Regions from separate parts of the Ovis aries genome. Here region 1 is linked to region 2. Evidence: chromatin contacts called from public Hi-C data. All regions are on one chromosome and are shown on one strand. Each heading gives the region's core, a stretch centred on a gene start, on an enhancer-like site or on the middle of the called end of the contact. The rest is flanking DNA. Distances are from core to core; before and after follow the strand shown. Region 1 holds the start of PSMB1 (proteasome 20S subunit beta 1). Region 2 holds the start of FAM120B (family with sequence similarity 120 member B).

What was found. A called contact is a pair of places that touch in the nucleus more often than the background predicts.
Region 1: a Hi-C map of liver shows a contact between it and region 2, with 3 times the contacts expected there. The contact joins the promoter of PSMB1 here to the promoter of FAM120B in region 2. A contact is called at or near these places in 3 of 16 Hi-C or Micro-C datasets (hypothalamus, liver and muscle).

What each region holds. Positions count from the first base shown.
Region 1 is chr8:91,733,396-91,736,095 of ARS-UI_Ramb_v3.0, reverse strand. It overlaps PSMB1 (proteasome 20S subunit beta 1), which reads left to right and starts at 1,377. Exons shown (of 6, transcript XM_004011458.5): 1 at 1,377-1,524. The coding sequence starts at 1,412. It overlaps TBP (TATA-box binding protein), which reads right to left and starts at 1,269. Exons shown (of 8, transcript XM_042253770.1): 1 at 1,021-1,269.
Region 2 is chr8:91,585,858-91,588,557 of ARS-UI_Ramb_v3.0, reverse strand. It overlaps FAM120B (family with sequence similarity 120 member B), which reads right to left and starts at 1,314. Exons shown (of 11, transcript XM_012183304.4): 1 at 1,227-1,314. It overlaps LOC114116179 (a long non-coding RNA gene), which reads right to left. Exons shown (of 3, transcript XR_003590205.3): 3 at 2,439-2,700. It overlaps LOC114116180 (a long non-coding RNA gene), which reads left to right and starts at 1,481. Exons shown (of 2, transcript XR_003590206.3): 1 at 1,481-2,402.

The DNA of each region.
Region 1 (2,700 bases), core at 128-2,627, 150 kb before region 2:
CAGCGACTGCAGCCATGAAATTCAAAGACGCTTGCTCCTTGGAAGGAAAGCTATGACCAACCGAGACAGTGTATTAAAAATCAGAGACATCACTTTGCTGGTAATGTCTGTATAGGCAAAGCTGTGATTTTTCCAGAGTTATGTACAGATGTGAGAGTTGGACCATAAAGAAGGCTGAGTGCCAAAGAATTGAACTGTGGTGTTGGAGGGACTCTTGAGAGTCCCTTGGACAGCAAGGAGATCAAACCAGTCAATCTTAAAGGAAATCAACCCTAAACATTAATTGGAAAGACTGAAGCTGAAGCTCCAATACTTTGGCCACTTGATGCAAAGAGCTGATTCATTAGAAAAGACCCTGACGCTAGAAAAGAATGAGGGCAGGAGAAGGAAGCCTGGAGGAGGGGGGCGGGGGGCAACAGAAGATGGGATGGTTGGATGTGATCAACACAATGGACATGGGTTTGAGCAAATTCTGGGAGATAGTGAAGGACAGGGAAACCTATCGGGCTGCAGTTTATGGGGTTGCAAAGAGTTAGACACGACTTAGCGACTGAGCAACAGCAACCAAGGGCTCCTCTGGTGGCTCGTTGGCCAAGAACCTGCCTGCCAGTACAAGAGACACGGGAGATGGGCGTTCGATCCCTGGGGGAGGAAGATCCCTTGGAGGAAATGTCAACCTGCTCCAGTAGTCTTGCCTGTAAATACCCCATGGACAGAGGAGCCTGATGGGCATAGTCCGTGTGGTCGCAGAGTCGGACACGCCTGATCTACTGAGCAGGCAAACATTAAATCAAGTAAAGAAACCCAGTATTGCTAGCACTACAACCTCCAACCCATCCCTAGCCAAGGAGGACCTTTCCCTCTAGCCAAAGTCAGTTAATTTGCTTGCTTTTGCACATCCACATCCCTCAGTTGCTTTATCCATTCTGCAGTTTATGGATATTTAGCTCATTTCCAGTTTGGGGCCATTAAGAACATCTTTATGAACATTCTTTCACGTCTTCTGGCCAGGGTACATACCTCGGCGTGAAACTGCTGGGTCATGATGTGTGTGTATTTTCAACTATGTCAAGTAATGCCAGTCCCTTTCCGAATTTACACTTCAATAGACTCTTCGAGTTTCCGTTGCTCCATAGTTTTTCCAATGTCTTTGTAAGCTCAGACTTTAAAATTTCTATCCATCACGAGTGATTTCGAATATTTGCCTGGAAAAGAAAGCCTGTACCTCACTGCCAGGTCTCTTCGTAGAGCAGGCAATAGCTACCGACTGGAAAGGGAGGGCTCTGGCCTCCAGGAGCAACGACTGGCGCGAGATAGAGCGGCCGGAGGCAGCGCCGCGGAAACCGGAAACGGCACAATTTCCGGTCGAGGCAGCCATCTTGCCGTGAGACAGCAGGAGAGCAGCCGCGGAATGTTGTCCTCCGTTGCCTCGTACTCGGGCGCGGGCCGAGACCTGGCCATGGAACCGCACAGCTCCGTGGGCCCTTTGCAGCTGCGCTTTTCGCCCTACGCTTTCAACGGAGGGTAAAACCCGCAGAGCCGCCGCTTTCTCTTTCTTCCTCCATATCCCTGCTTAAGTCTGTCTGCCCGGCGCTGCCCTTCCAGTCTCAGGCCTCCCTCTCCGAGGTTGCTCGGCTAGCTCTTGTTCTTCAGGGCTTCACCTTATAGGCGGGTCACTGGATCTTGATGTGGATGGCCAGCTTTACGTAGACAGCAGATAGAAATTGACACCTGACCTCCGCTCTGAAGAGCTTTAAAAATGGACCTGTCTGAATGTGCTTCTCTAGCCAGCAGGCACGGGGCAGGTTGAACATCTGAGATTAAAAGTTAGGGTTGATTGGCCATGTGATTAAATATAGCTGTCTAGCGAAAGTGAAGTCGCTCAGTCGTGTCCGACTCTGCGACCCCATGGGCTGTAGCCCACTAGGTTCCTCCGTCCATGGGATTCTCCAGGCAAGAATACTGGAGTGGGTTTCCATTTCCTTCTCCAGGGGAATCTTTCTGACCCAGGGATCGAACCCAGGTCTCCCGATTGCAGGCAGACGCTTTAACCTCTGAGCCATCAGGGAAGCCCTGTCTAGCTAATAGGTCTAATCAAATCACCATTTTGAGTTGTTTTAAATAGCAGGTAGGATTACTTGCACAGACTTAGTTTCATTGATCAGTGTTTAGTTTTAAGGGCTAGCGTAAGTTCAGGGGAAAAATACTCAGAAGGCGGACCTTTGAATGTGTGTATTCTTGCATGTTGTATGTGAGCTTTTCTTTCTTTTTAACTTACCCGCTTTATCTTAATACTTTTCCTTGACAGTGCACTGAAAGAACTAGGGTTGTGGAAAGGCACTCTCTTTAGGACTCTTCACTGCGAAGAGCTGTGTATTTAAGCATCGTTTATAGTTTGCCAGCCAAATTTTGTACTTTGAAACGTACACACCAAATTAATCTGGTAATCTTTAAGGACCATCCAAAGACCAGATTAATTACTCAGGTCTTATGGGTTTGAAATTTTAATGTAGATTTTTGGGGTATTTGCAAAGAAGGTGGAAGTGTGATTTTAGCCTTGTCTCTGACACTAAAGAGCAGTGTAGTGTTTGGTACCTACCTCTCAGCTCCTTGAACCCAGATTTCCTTATCTTCCTTAGCTACTCATAGTTTGAGAGAAGAATCAAAAGAGAAGCACTTTGTAGATTGAAAGCAGGTATC
Region 2 (2,700 bases), core at 65-2,564:
TCAGAAACGACAGCGACAGAGCACAAAGCACAAGGGTCACGCCAGACACCGAGGAAACAGAGCACAGCACATCTGGGAGGTGAGGGGTGAGGAGCCTGATGCTGCAGACCTGCCTCCCGTTCTCTGAACTGTCTCCAGTGCTCAAGTCAAAAATGTGGAAGTCACTTGAAATACCACCTCACTTTTCCCCATATCAAACTCACTTCCAAGTTCTCCCCACTACCATTCCCAAATTTTCAGTCCTAAATCTTCTCTTCCCTAAATGACTGCAAATGCCATCTTATCACACACAGTCATCCCAGACCACCACCAGTACACCTGCCATATGACTCTTTTAATACTAAGATCTGATCACTTATTTGATCACATCTCTTGTTGATCCTAGTTCTCCCAAAGGGGCTTCCCTGGTGGCTTAGTGATAAAGAATCCTCTTGCAATGCAGGAGACTCAAGAGACATGGGTTGGATACCTGGGTTGGGAAGATCCCCTGGAGGAGAAAATAGCAACCCACTCCAGTCTTCTTGCGGGAAAAATCCCACGGATAGAGGAGCCTGGCTGCCGGGAATATCCCATGGACGGAGGAATCTGGCAGGCTATAGTCCATAAAGTCGCAGAGTCAGACAGGACTGAGTGAGCACAATTCTCTCAAGCTTCCTGCCAACCCCATTCTAAGCAACCTATATTTTCCAGAATATGTCCGACAGTCTCAAACCTGCATGTGGTAAGCACCGTTTCTGCTGCAGTAATTAATGGCCTCTTGCCCGCAGCACCTCTCAACTTCTACTTATTCGAAGCTCAGCTAGAATCCCCCCTCCAGTACAGAGACTTCTGTCCCCTCCTTGGCCGTCTAGGACAAACCATGTATGTTCTCAGCCACCAACGCATCATCCCGCAGGCCTTTCTTTCCCCGAGGGCATGGTGCTTGCTGGGTGCTGGAGCCCCAGCTCAGGACTGATGGGTGACTGGGGAGAGGCGGTCAAGTTCGGAGACACTCGTGCAGAGGTCAGAGGACGCCTCCCCGAGCGACGGTGGACAGGGTCACCGGGGACCCGGAACCACACGCCTCTTTCCTGAGGGGTCAGGCCAGGGTGGCGCCGGGGGGAGCAGGCAGGGCGCACAGCTGTGGGGTCGAGCGGTCAGGGAGACGCGGTTCAGGGACCGCGACGGCGCCGAATCGCGAGTGCACCCTCAGCGCCGAGGCGACAGCCCCGCAGGCCCAGCCCTACCTAGAGACGCGCCAGGACACCGGAGACGCGCCCACGCCGCCCTCGGCCCTCAGCAGCTGTGCGCACTTCCGCTTCCCGTCGCGAGACCGCCCCGCCCGCGCGGGGGCGGGGCCTGCGCGGCCGGCCGGGAGGCGCCGGGAGCGCCACGCGCAGGCGCCTGAGAGCGCGTGGCGGTGCCGGCTCCGGCTCTGCGCCCGTTGCCGCGGAAACCGCGCTGTGCTTCCGAGGTCGGGGTCACGACTCGCTCGGCTTCCGCAGGCGTACCCGTTGGTGCTGTGGGCGGCGCAGCGGCGGTACGCTAGGGTTTGGCATGGGAGCGCTGAGGTGATGGGGTGAGCTGCAGGCAGACGGGAGGCTGGACCTGAGCCCTGGGCCTGGAGGAGCAGGCGGTGGGGGGTCCTGAACGGGTGGAATTTCAGGCTTGGCGCTCTGTCCACCTTGCCATCTGTCCGACTGGGAGGAGGCCGGCGCTTCCCAGCTGGGGCTGAGCAACGACACAGTGGAGCACGGCAAGCCCTAGGTAGAGAGGAGCCACGCTAACATGGCTGTGATGGCGACGGCCCCCCGAACTATTCTGGAGCCTACGGTTCTCCTCTCCGTAGGCAGACCTGCGGTTTGGAATGGGGCGCGAGCCCAGGGCAGCCGCCAGGGCAGGGGAGGAAGCGAGGATGCGTCTCACGTTAAGGAATTTGGACTCTCGAAGCCATGTTGTTGTTTAGTCCTACTCTGACCCCATGAACTGCAGCAGGCCCGGCTTCCGTGTCCTTCACCGTGTCCTGGGAGTTTGCTCAAACTCATGGCCATTGAGTCAGTGATCCCATCCAACCATCTCACCCTCTGTCTCCCCCTTCTCCTCTTGCCCGCAGTCTCTTCCAACATCGGGGTCGTTTCCAAAGAGATGGCTCTTCCAGAGCCAGTGGCCAGAGTATTAGAACTTCAGCTTCAGTATCAGTCCATAAAGAAGGCTGAGTGCTGAAGAACTGATGCTTTTGCATTGCGGTGCTGGAAAAAGACTCTTGAGAGCCCTTTGGACTGCATGAAAGTCAAACCAGTCAATCCTAAAGGAAATCAACCCTGAATATTCATTGGAAAGAAGCCGCCATCTCGCCCTTGTTTGGGCAGCTGCTTTGAGGCCAGTAAAGTTCATGTTAAGGACATGCTCCCCTGGGCTGGGAGGTAGGCAGCCTTCAGATTACACAGGATTCCCATTCCTCTAGTCACAACACCAGTCTTTTATTTACAACCAAGGGAATATTTTGGCAGCCAAGTGTGATGACAGAATAACTTTGAAACCAATCTAATTTATTTTTAAATACTTGGCAAACTTCAATTAATAATATCGAGTTACTTAAGATGCATCTCAAACCCTATCTTTGCACATGACATATCTCAGGAGGGCTGCTGCAAGCCCCAGGAAGCTTACTTTCCATCTGGGAAGTAAGATAGTCAGATATTGTTCCTGCTGAGTCTCTTG